Linked DNA regions of Mus musculus: region 1 is linked to region 2. Evidence: chromatin contacts called from public promoter capture Hi-C data. All regions are on one chromosome and are shown on one strand. The core of a region is the stretch at or near the end of the contact, and the rest is flanking DNA. Distances in the headings are between cores, read along the strand shown.

Evidence for each region. Capture Hi-C pulls out chosen DNA fragments and counts their contacts.
Region 1: a contact with region 2 is called in a promoter capture Hi-C map of pancreatic islet. The contact joins the promoter of Adrb3 here to the promoter of Brf2 in region 2. A contact is called at or near these places in 11 of 39 promoter capture datasets (the 3T3-L1 cell line, 3T3-L1-derived adipocytes, the C10 cell line and 6 more), 1 of 15 datasets of contacts at CTCF or cohesin (embryonic stem cells), 7 of 115 datasets of contacts at active chromatin or transcription factors (CD8 T cells, embryonic stem cells, epiblast stem cells and 2 more) and 3 of 9 other capture datasets (adipose tissue, liver and pancreatic islet).

The regions. Positions count from the first base shown.
Region 1 is chr8:27,226,969-27,231,312 of GRCm38.p6, reverse strand. Adrb3 (adrenergic receptor, beta 3) reads left to right here and starts at 1,725. Exons shown (of 4, transcript NM_013462.3): 1 at 1,725-2,204; 2 at 2,563-4,056. The coding sequence starts at 2,894. Gm45470 (a long non-coding RNA gene) reads right to left here and starts at 1,904. Exons shown (of 3, transcript XR_001778544.2): 1 at 1-1,904.
Region 2 is chr8:27,125,436-27,129,975 of GRCm38.p6, reverse strand. It overlaps Brf2 (BRF2, RNA polymerase III transcription initiation factor 50kDa subunit), which reads left to right and starts at 1,344. Exons shown (of 4, transcript NM_025686.2): 1 at 1,344-1,555; 2 at 2,457-2,516; 3 at 3,835-4,156. The coding sequence starts at 1,402.

The DNA of each region.
Region 1 (4,344 bases), core at 476-2,975, 100 kb before region 2:
AACAATAGGAGCGGCGAGGAAGGAGGCAGAGTACTTGGGCATGGCTCTGCTGCCTCCCAGGAATGGGGGAGGCACATTTGGGAACAGGGGTCTAGCACATTAATTCTCACAATATTTGGTTACAGGACTAATCATTTGCCACACACCGGTATGTTCTTACAACTGGGGACTCTTGCTCTTTTTCAAAACTATAAACATTTTTGCACATTTTCTTCAAGTAACAGGGCTTGGTCCTTGACTAAAGCAGAGATGGCCCTTGAGTATGTCTTGGGGGAGATATCTTTCCCCAACCTATTCTGATGTCCTGGGGGTAGGGGGGTGGGGTGGGGGGAAGAGCCAAATGGCATGTATTTGTTTTAGAGATTGCTTGCTGAGAATCTTATGACACCCCTTTGCGATAACTGGCAGCGCTCTGGGGTGTTGCAAAACCCTGACTTGGGTGCAATCACCCTGATGACCAGCAAGAAGCCACAGCCAAAGGCAGCCTTCACACCACCCTGGCATGGCTGGGACAGGAGCAGGGGCAGGGGCAGCAGAAGGGAGCTCTGACGGCTGCATCCATGGGACAGGGAAAACCTTTGCTTGAGAGCCCCTGACAGTCCTGCTCATGGGTGAGTGAGCTGCTGAGTCCCTGGGAGCCCAGCTGGCCCTTTTTCCTCAGGGATAATTTTAGGTTCTCTCTTCCCCTTCCAACCTTTCTGACTCCCAACCCCTGGTTCAGCCTCCCGTGGGGATTGCCTGGACCAGTGGCTATAGAGGACACTTTTAAAATATTGAGCTACTCAAAAGAACATGCCAGGGGGGTACCCTGGAGGCATTTTCCACTATATTTGTTTTTTTCTCTCTTTTGCCCCATTGTTTCGGGGTGGAAATGAGACAACTCATGGAGCAGTCTTGACAGGCGTCCCTAACCCTGGTATTACATGTGAAGGCCATCACTTCAGGCTTCTTTATTCGCATCCCAGGAATCATCAAACTCAGGTCCTTCTGCTTGCAAGGCAAGCACTTCACTCATTTAGCCATTTCCCTAACTCCCAGAGGCTTATTTCTAAGCCTTTCATGCCCACATCCAATTTGGAAAAATTTTGACTGGGAGATTGGATGACAGGGTCAGGTCCTATAAGTCTGGGTGAAGGGAGGGGGCTCAGAGGCGCTGATCTTACTGTATAAGAAACTTCAGAGGCATTAAAATACCAGGCTTATCCTTTTATGCACTCCAGATATGCAGTACGAGGGCCCCGGGAGATGGCACAGTAAGTAAGAGTGTTTGTTCTGCAAGCCAGGGGCACTGAGTTCAAATCCCCAGCACCGAAGTGAAGAGGTGGATGTGGCCGCACACACCCACGATGCCAGCCTTGGGAAGCAGAGGCAGGCGAATCTCAAAAGCCCAGACTCCACCGTCCTAGCCAACGCAAAAGCTTTCTGGCCCTGTGAGAGACCCTGTCTCAAGGTAATAAACTGGAAAATAGTAGAGGGAGACACCTGATGCACCCACACGTTCACATGCAGACACATGACTCCCTCGACTCTAGTTTCTTATGAAGAAATCTCCAGCAAGTGGATGAGAACTCTTTACCATGGGGAAGGTGACAAACATTAGCTTTGGATAACTGAGTGTGGCGATAGACCTGTGGTCCTCACCCTTCCTCAGGCTGCGACCCTTTAATACAGTGCCTCATGTTGCAGTGACCCCAATCATAACATTATTTTAGTTGCTACTCCATAATTGTAATTTTACTATTATTCTGACTCGTGATGTAAATATCTGATATGCAGGATATCTATCTGATATGTGAACACGGTGGGGACTGCAAGCCACGGGTTGAGAACCACTGTGCTAGACAGCCTCAAATGCATCCTTTCTCTCTCTGTCTCTCTCTGTCTCTGTCTCTCTCTCTCTCTTTCTGTGCTGGACCTCAAGCATGTTAAGTATGCACTCTACCACCGAGATACACCCCTCCCTCTCCAAAACTCCATCCTCTCATTTTAATGTGTCTATCACTTCAGAATTTGAAGGGACTTTTCTAGAAATTTTCTAGGAGAAAGGTGTGTGGACTGGGCAGTGCAGGAGGAAGATGGAAACCAGAAGCCCTCAGCATCCCAAGCTACACGATGCCATGTCAAACTAGAGTGACTCCTGAAACAAGCGGGTGTCTCCAGTAACTGAAAAGAAGAAGAACTGAAACAGCAGACAGGGACAGAGGGTGAGCGAAATTGAGGAAAGGGAAGGGGACGGATCTCATCAGCTGGGAGAGAAAAGGATGCCAGCCACCTCTGGTTGGTGGCTTCACAAAAAGAGTCTTAGAGTTGGGAATAGTGGCGCACAGATCTGTAATCCCAGCACTGGGGAGGTTGAGGCAGAAGGATCTGGAGGTCCAGACCAATCTGGGCAACATATAGAAAGACTATCTCAAACAATAAGATACCTTAGGGAGAGCATCCAAGCAGAAGAGGGGCTATCTTGGATGGTTTGGGTTGTTCGGTTTTGTTTTGGTTTGTTTCTGGATGGTTGCCTTCCTTGTTGGGTAAAGGATAGGGTGCGGGGGTTTCTCTTCTTTGCAGGGTTGCCTCAGGTTCTGCCAGGAAGGAGCTGCTGAGCTCCAGGAAACCGGTGCTGAGGGAGTGTCAAGACAGGACGCCCCTCTCCACCCTCCAATTCCCACCAGAGGCCTCTCTTGTGACTATTGGACGCTGTTCCTTTAAAAGCAGCCACTCCTCCCGGCAACTAGGGTGTACATGGGGGGTGAGATGGAGGGAAGCTGACAGACTTACCCCAGCAATTAGGGAAGATGGCCCAGGCTGGAAGAGTCGCTCCCAAGCCCTACTGTCCCCTTCCCTAAGCCAGCGGGTCTGGGGAGGAGGGGGAACCTTCCCACCCCAGGCGCCACACGAGATGGCTCCGTGGCCTCACAGAAACGGCTCTCTGGCTTTGTGGTCGGACGCCCCTACCCTGGACCCCAGTGCAGCCAACACCAGTGGGTTGCCAGGAGTACCATGGGCAGCGGCATTGGCTGGGGCATTGCTGGCGCTGGCCACGGTGGGAGGCAACCTGCTGGTAATCATAGCCATCGCCCGCACGCCGAGACTACAGACCATAACCAACGTGTTCGTGACTTCACTGGCCGCAGCTGACTTGGTAGTGGGACTCCTCGTAATGCCACCAGGGGCCACATTGGCGCTGACTGGCCATTGGCCCTTGGGCGAAACTGGTTGCGAACTGTGGACGTCAGTGGACGTGCTCTGTGTAACTGCTAGCATCGAGACCTTGTGCGCCCTGGCTGTGGACCGCTACCTAGCTGTCACCAACCCTTTGCGTTACGGCACGCTGGTTACCAAGCGCCGCGCCCGCGCGGCAGTTGTCCTGGTGTGGATCGTGTCCGCTGCCGTGTCCTTTGCGCCCATCATGAGCCAGTGGTGGCGTGTAGGGGCAGATGCCGAGGCACAGGAATGCCACTCCAATCCGCGCTGCTGTTCCTTTGCCTCCAACATGCCCTATGCGCTGCTCTCCTCCTCCGTCTCCTTCTACCTTCCCCTCCTTGTGATGCTCTTCGTCTATGCTCGAGTGTTCGTTGTGGCTAAGCGCCAACGGCATTTGCTGCGCCGGGAACTGGGCCGCTTCTCGCCCGAGGAGTCTCCGCCGTCTCCGTCGCGCTCTCCGTCCCCTGCCACAGGCGGGACACCCGCGGCACCGGATGGAGTGCCCCCCTGCGGCCGGCGGCCTGCGCGCCTCCTGCCACTCCGGGAACACCGCGCCCTGCGCACCTTAGGTCTCATTATGGGCATCTTCTCTCTGTGCTGGCTGCCCTTCTTCCTGGCCAACGTGCTGCGCGCACTCGCGGGGCCCTCTCTAGTTCCCAGCGGAGTTTTCATCGCCCTGAACTGGCTGGGCTATGCCAACTCCGCCTTCAACCCGGTCATCTACTGCCGCAGCCCGGACTTTCGCGACGCCTTCCGTCGTCTTCTGTGTAGCTACGGTGGCCGTGGACCGGAGGAGCCACGCGCAGTCACCTTCCCAGCCAGCCCTGTTGAAGCCAGGCAGAGTCCACCGCTCAACAGGTAGGGGACACGAGCGGGGGACCGGAGTCTCTGGGTGGGGACGTCTCTGTCTCTATTTTTGAGTTTGGAGATTGGGGGAGGGGAAGATGTAGATGGGGGTGCGGTGTGTGTGTGGGTGGGGGGTGGCCTTTGTCTTGAGAGGACAGAAAAGAGGTAGGAACTAAAACGGGCCCTTTCTCTTCTTGGATCCAATCCCTGGGTCTGAAGCAAAAGGGAGGAAGGGGATAATTGCGCACCTTAGGACCAGGTGACCCCCACAGGCAGTTGCTGCTCTTCCGGCAGGTTTCT
Region 2 (4,540 bases), core at 95-2,594:
ACATGTCTGAGTCGGCCTGTAGCTTCCAGTTTGCCAAAAGTTGAAGGGGAGAGAGGAGGTGTGTGTGTGTGTGTGTGTGTGTGTATGTGTGTGTTTGAAGGCCAGATGTAGTAGCAAATGTCTTTAATCCTAGCACTCAGAAGGTAGAGAGAGGCAGATTTCTGTGAGTTTAAGACTATCCTGGTATATATAATGAGTTCCAAGACAGCCAGAGATATACAGTGACTCTTGTCTTAAAGTACAAAACAAAACAAAACACCCAAATCAAACCAACAATAAAATCCGACAATTTAAAATGCATTCTTACCAACTCCTAGCCTCCATCAATTCAGAAGATAGCATCTGAAACCCATGGAAAGGGTTTCCCCATATTCTGTAATGTTATTACCAGTGGTCCCTATCGTATGATATATGGCTCTCTTTGTTCTAAATCTAATGCAATCTTCATGTAACCACTTAACAGTTCTATGTGTTATTTGGAGAAACTTGTATCTATCTGTTCCTGGGCTCAAGTCCTCCTTTTTGGCTCTAGCATAAACTCTTGTACATCCTCTTTGAGGAGAGAACTATGGTTTTTCATGCTATTCTCTGAAGATATTTAAATCTACCACTCAAGATTTTAGTTCATCTTATTGTATTTATTTAGAGACATGTTCTTATTAAGTTGCTCTGACTGGACTGAACTCATTATGTACACCAGGCTTGGCTCAATCTCTACCTCCTAAATGCTAGGATTAAAGAAATATGTTGGAAAACAACAACAACAAGAGAGACTTTGAAAGAGAGACGGCAACTTAGTGTGGGGAGGTCCGTAGAGTACAACACAATTTACTGCTCTCTCACTGCAGAGTGATCTATTTTCTACTACGGTCAAACTTAACGTTCCTTACTACATAGAAAGGAAAAAACTGGTTCCACTTTTTTGAAGGGAGTTAAATCAGGCATGGTAATACAAGCCTGTAATCCCAGCATGTAGTAGGCAGAGGCAGGAGGATCAGTATTTTAGGTCAGCCTGGGCTACATAAGCATGATAGGCTAAAAAATAAATTATAAATTGGATAATATATTTTAAAAAATAGTGTTTTGCAGACAACAATTCCACATCTGTGGTTTGTGTCAACTCCCCACGTGGCCTAACCACAAAAACCCAGAGAGCCTGAGAAACAGTTAAATCCAGGAACCTCCCTTTCTAACTCAGGTTTCTACCCGAGTCCACAGAAGGGATCGGAAGTGGCGTACTGCCGAGGGGAGGAGCAAACTGCCAGCCGATTGGCCAGCTGGCCGGAGGAGGATGGTGCATCCGGAATAAGCGCCCCTCCACTTTATTGCCGCTGCCCAGTTACAAGTTCTCTGGGAGTTTGTGCCTGACGGCGGTACCGCAGCCCTGGACCGACCGACGAGATGCCGAACGGAAGCCGCTGCCCGGATTGCGGCTCCTCCGAGCTCGTGGAAGATTCGCATTATTCTCAGAGCCAGCTGGTGTGCTCCGACTGCGGCTGCGTGGTCACCGAAGGGGTCCTAACTACCACCTTTAGCGACGAGGGCAACTTCAGGGGTACTGGTCTTGAACCCGGGGATCGCCAGCCTTGGGCGGTGGAGTCCTTAAACCCAGCTCCCTCTTTCCAGCCTCCTCCCTTTCTTGGCCATGCGCACAGTTAAATGTGAGAGAATTGGGCTTAAGTAAACAGATGAGCTGGAGGAGGGTGCGATCCATCTGATTTCCCAGTACCTACAACGGTGTCTGGCATTGGGTGGGTATATTGGTTGGTGAATGAACGAAACGATAAAGGTTTCATTCGTCTTGTCAGACCTAGTCAGTGTTGAAGGAGTGCCGGTAAATTATTTGAAAATAACAACACGAACCATCATCTCCTAGCAGGTTTTAGCACTAATTGGCAACTTGCTCTCCTCTGCGTTCCACGCCATTGCTCTAGTACAGCGGTTCTCAACCGGTGGGTGGTGACCGCCGTGGTGTCCACAGAATCTTTCACAGGAGTCCCCTAAGACCATCCTGCATATAGGCGGTTTACATTATGATTCATAATGCAATTCATAATTCTCTTTTTTTTCTGTAGCTAATGCAATCTTCGTGTAACCATTACAAAATTACAGTTATGAAGTAGCAACGAAAATAATGTTAAGGTTGGGGGTCACCACAACGTGAGGAACTGTATTAAAGGGTGGCAGCATTAGGAAGGTTGAGAACCACTGCTCTAGCCCTTGGCTAATGCAGCCCTCAAAAGTGAATGTATCAGAGAAATTATTGGAAAATCAGAATTGCCAGTGCAGCTTTTAAAAATACAGTTCTGTCCTATTACTTTTACATAGATGGGTATCTTCTCTGAGGTAGAAGTAGATACACAGTCATTTGAAATCTCCCTGGCCTTATGCAGTCAGAGGGCAAGGAGGAGGTGAACGAAGGCCAGCTGGGTAATTTGTTGTTTGCTATTTTACAGAAGTGACATATTCTCGAAGCACTGGGGAAAACGAACAAGTTAGTCGCTGCCAGCAACGAGGTGAGAATCAAACTTTTTTCCCCCTTAAATTTCAGCTTTGCTTTTATTTATGTCACTGTTTAATGTTTTGATATTATGTGTATGGGTGTTCTTACTGCATGTATGTGTGTGTGTGCAGCATGTGCATGCCTGGTGCCCATGGAGTTAGAAGAGGGGGTTGGATCATCTGGAATTGCAGTTATAGATGGTCGTGAGCAGCCCTGTGGATGCTGGGAAGCAAACCCCAGGTCGTCTACAAGAGCAATAGTGCCTTTTAACTGCTGAGCCATCTCTCCAGCCCAGAGCATCAACCTTTTTTTTTCTTTTCTTTTCTTTTTTAAATATATTTTTTTATTACGTATTTTCCTCAATTACATTTCTAATGCTATCCCAAAAGTCCCCCATACCCTCCCCTCAACTCCCCTACCCACCCATTCCGGAGCATCAACCTTTTATGACACCGTGGCCTTAAAGACTTTTTTGTTTTGTTTTTGTTTTTCAAGACAGGGTTTCTCTGTGTAGCCCTGGCTGTCTTGGAACTCCCTCTGTAGACCAGGCCTGCCTTGAACTCAGAAATCCTCCTGCCTCTGCCTCCCAAGTGCTGAGATTAAAGGCGTGCGCCACCAACACCCGACTGAGATGGTTGTTTTGATGACCTAGTCTGTCTGTGTGTCCTTGTTTTCAGTGTTACTGGCGTCAGGCAGGCTGCGAGAGAACAGTTGTTAATGTGGCGTGTGCCTACAATCTCGGCACTCTGGGGTTGAGGCAGGAGGATAGAGTTTGAGGTCAGCCCAGCCTACATACTGAGTGTGTATTAAAAACTAAAAGGCATAGAGGTAGAGGAAGGTTTGGGTCTGCACAGAGAGCCTGAGTAAAAGCATGGCTTTGGAGCTAGGGGTAGGTCGGTGATAGAATATGTACCTATCATGTGTAAGGCTTGAGGTTCAATCCCCAGCACCAAAAAGAAAAAAAAAAGGAAAAAAAAAAAGAAAGAAAAGAAAAGACATTTTGCCTTGTCCATAAGTTAAAATACGAAGGTGGTGGATTGAATGTGACCTTTCTACAAGTGTTGTGCACCATTGGAAGGACCATGGTTCTAAAGGGCTAAGAATGTAGCTCGGTGATTAAAAGGTGTGCCCAGCATGGTTGAGGATCTCATGTAACTCCAGCTCCACAAAACACACGCCATATCAGGTGTCCTGTTAGCACAGAAGGGCATATTATTTGTGCATCTGGTATATATGGCAAGTTTAACAGAAGTCAATTAAGCCCTAGCAGAACTTGCTAGCAGTTGTACACTACTCTCTTTGACCTCTCTGCTTCCTGCATGTTTTCCTAGATCTCCGTCGAGTAAGAGACCTGTGTCGGATTCTGAAGCTGCCGCTAACGTTTGAGGATACAGCAATCTCCTACTACCAGAAGGCATATCAGCTGTCTGGGATCCGAGCTGCCAGGCTGCAGAAGAAGGAAGTGTTAGTCGGATGCTGTGTTTTAATCACCTGTCGGCAACATAACTGGCCCCTCACCATGGGAACCATCTGCACACTGCTCTATGCCGATCTGGACTTGTTTTCTGGCACCTACATGCAGATGGTAAAGCTCCTGGGGCTGGATGTGCCCTCCCTGTGCCTGGCAGACTTGGTGAAGTCTTACTGCAGCAGGTACTGGTCTAGGAGGAACACCGGGCTGGGCTGGATCCCGGGCATCTTTCACCCAGAGCCTGTCTCAAAGGATGGGAGGGTCTTTCCTGTTTTGTGCTTACTACTAATGCAATTTATACATGTTAATACTGTTTATACTGTTCCAAAACGTTGTAATTTCAAATCCCTTTTCCATCATAGGAGTGTGATAATTACAAAAAAAGAAAAAAAAAAAAGCCTGTTAGCCAGCCTTGGCATAGTACTGCTGAGCTGTCATTTCCTGCTTTATGAACGGCAGTCGATGGAATTACATGGCAGGGGCTACGTCATGTGCAGTGACCCTGTTCCAGCAGGGTCACCTCTATATGGAGTCCAAAGATGCCAGTTAATGGTGGGTCAGGGTCA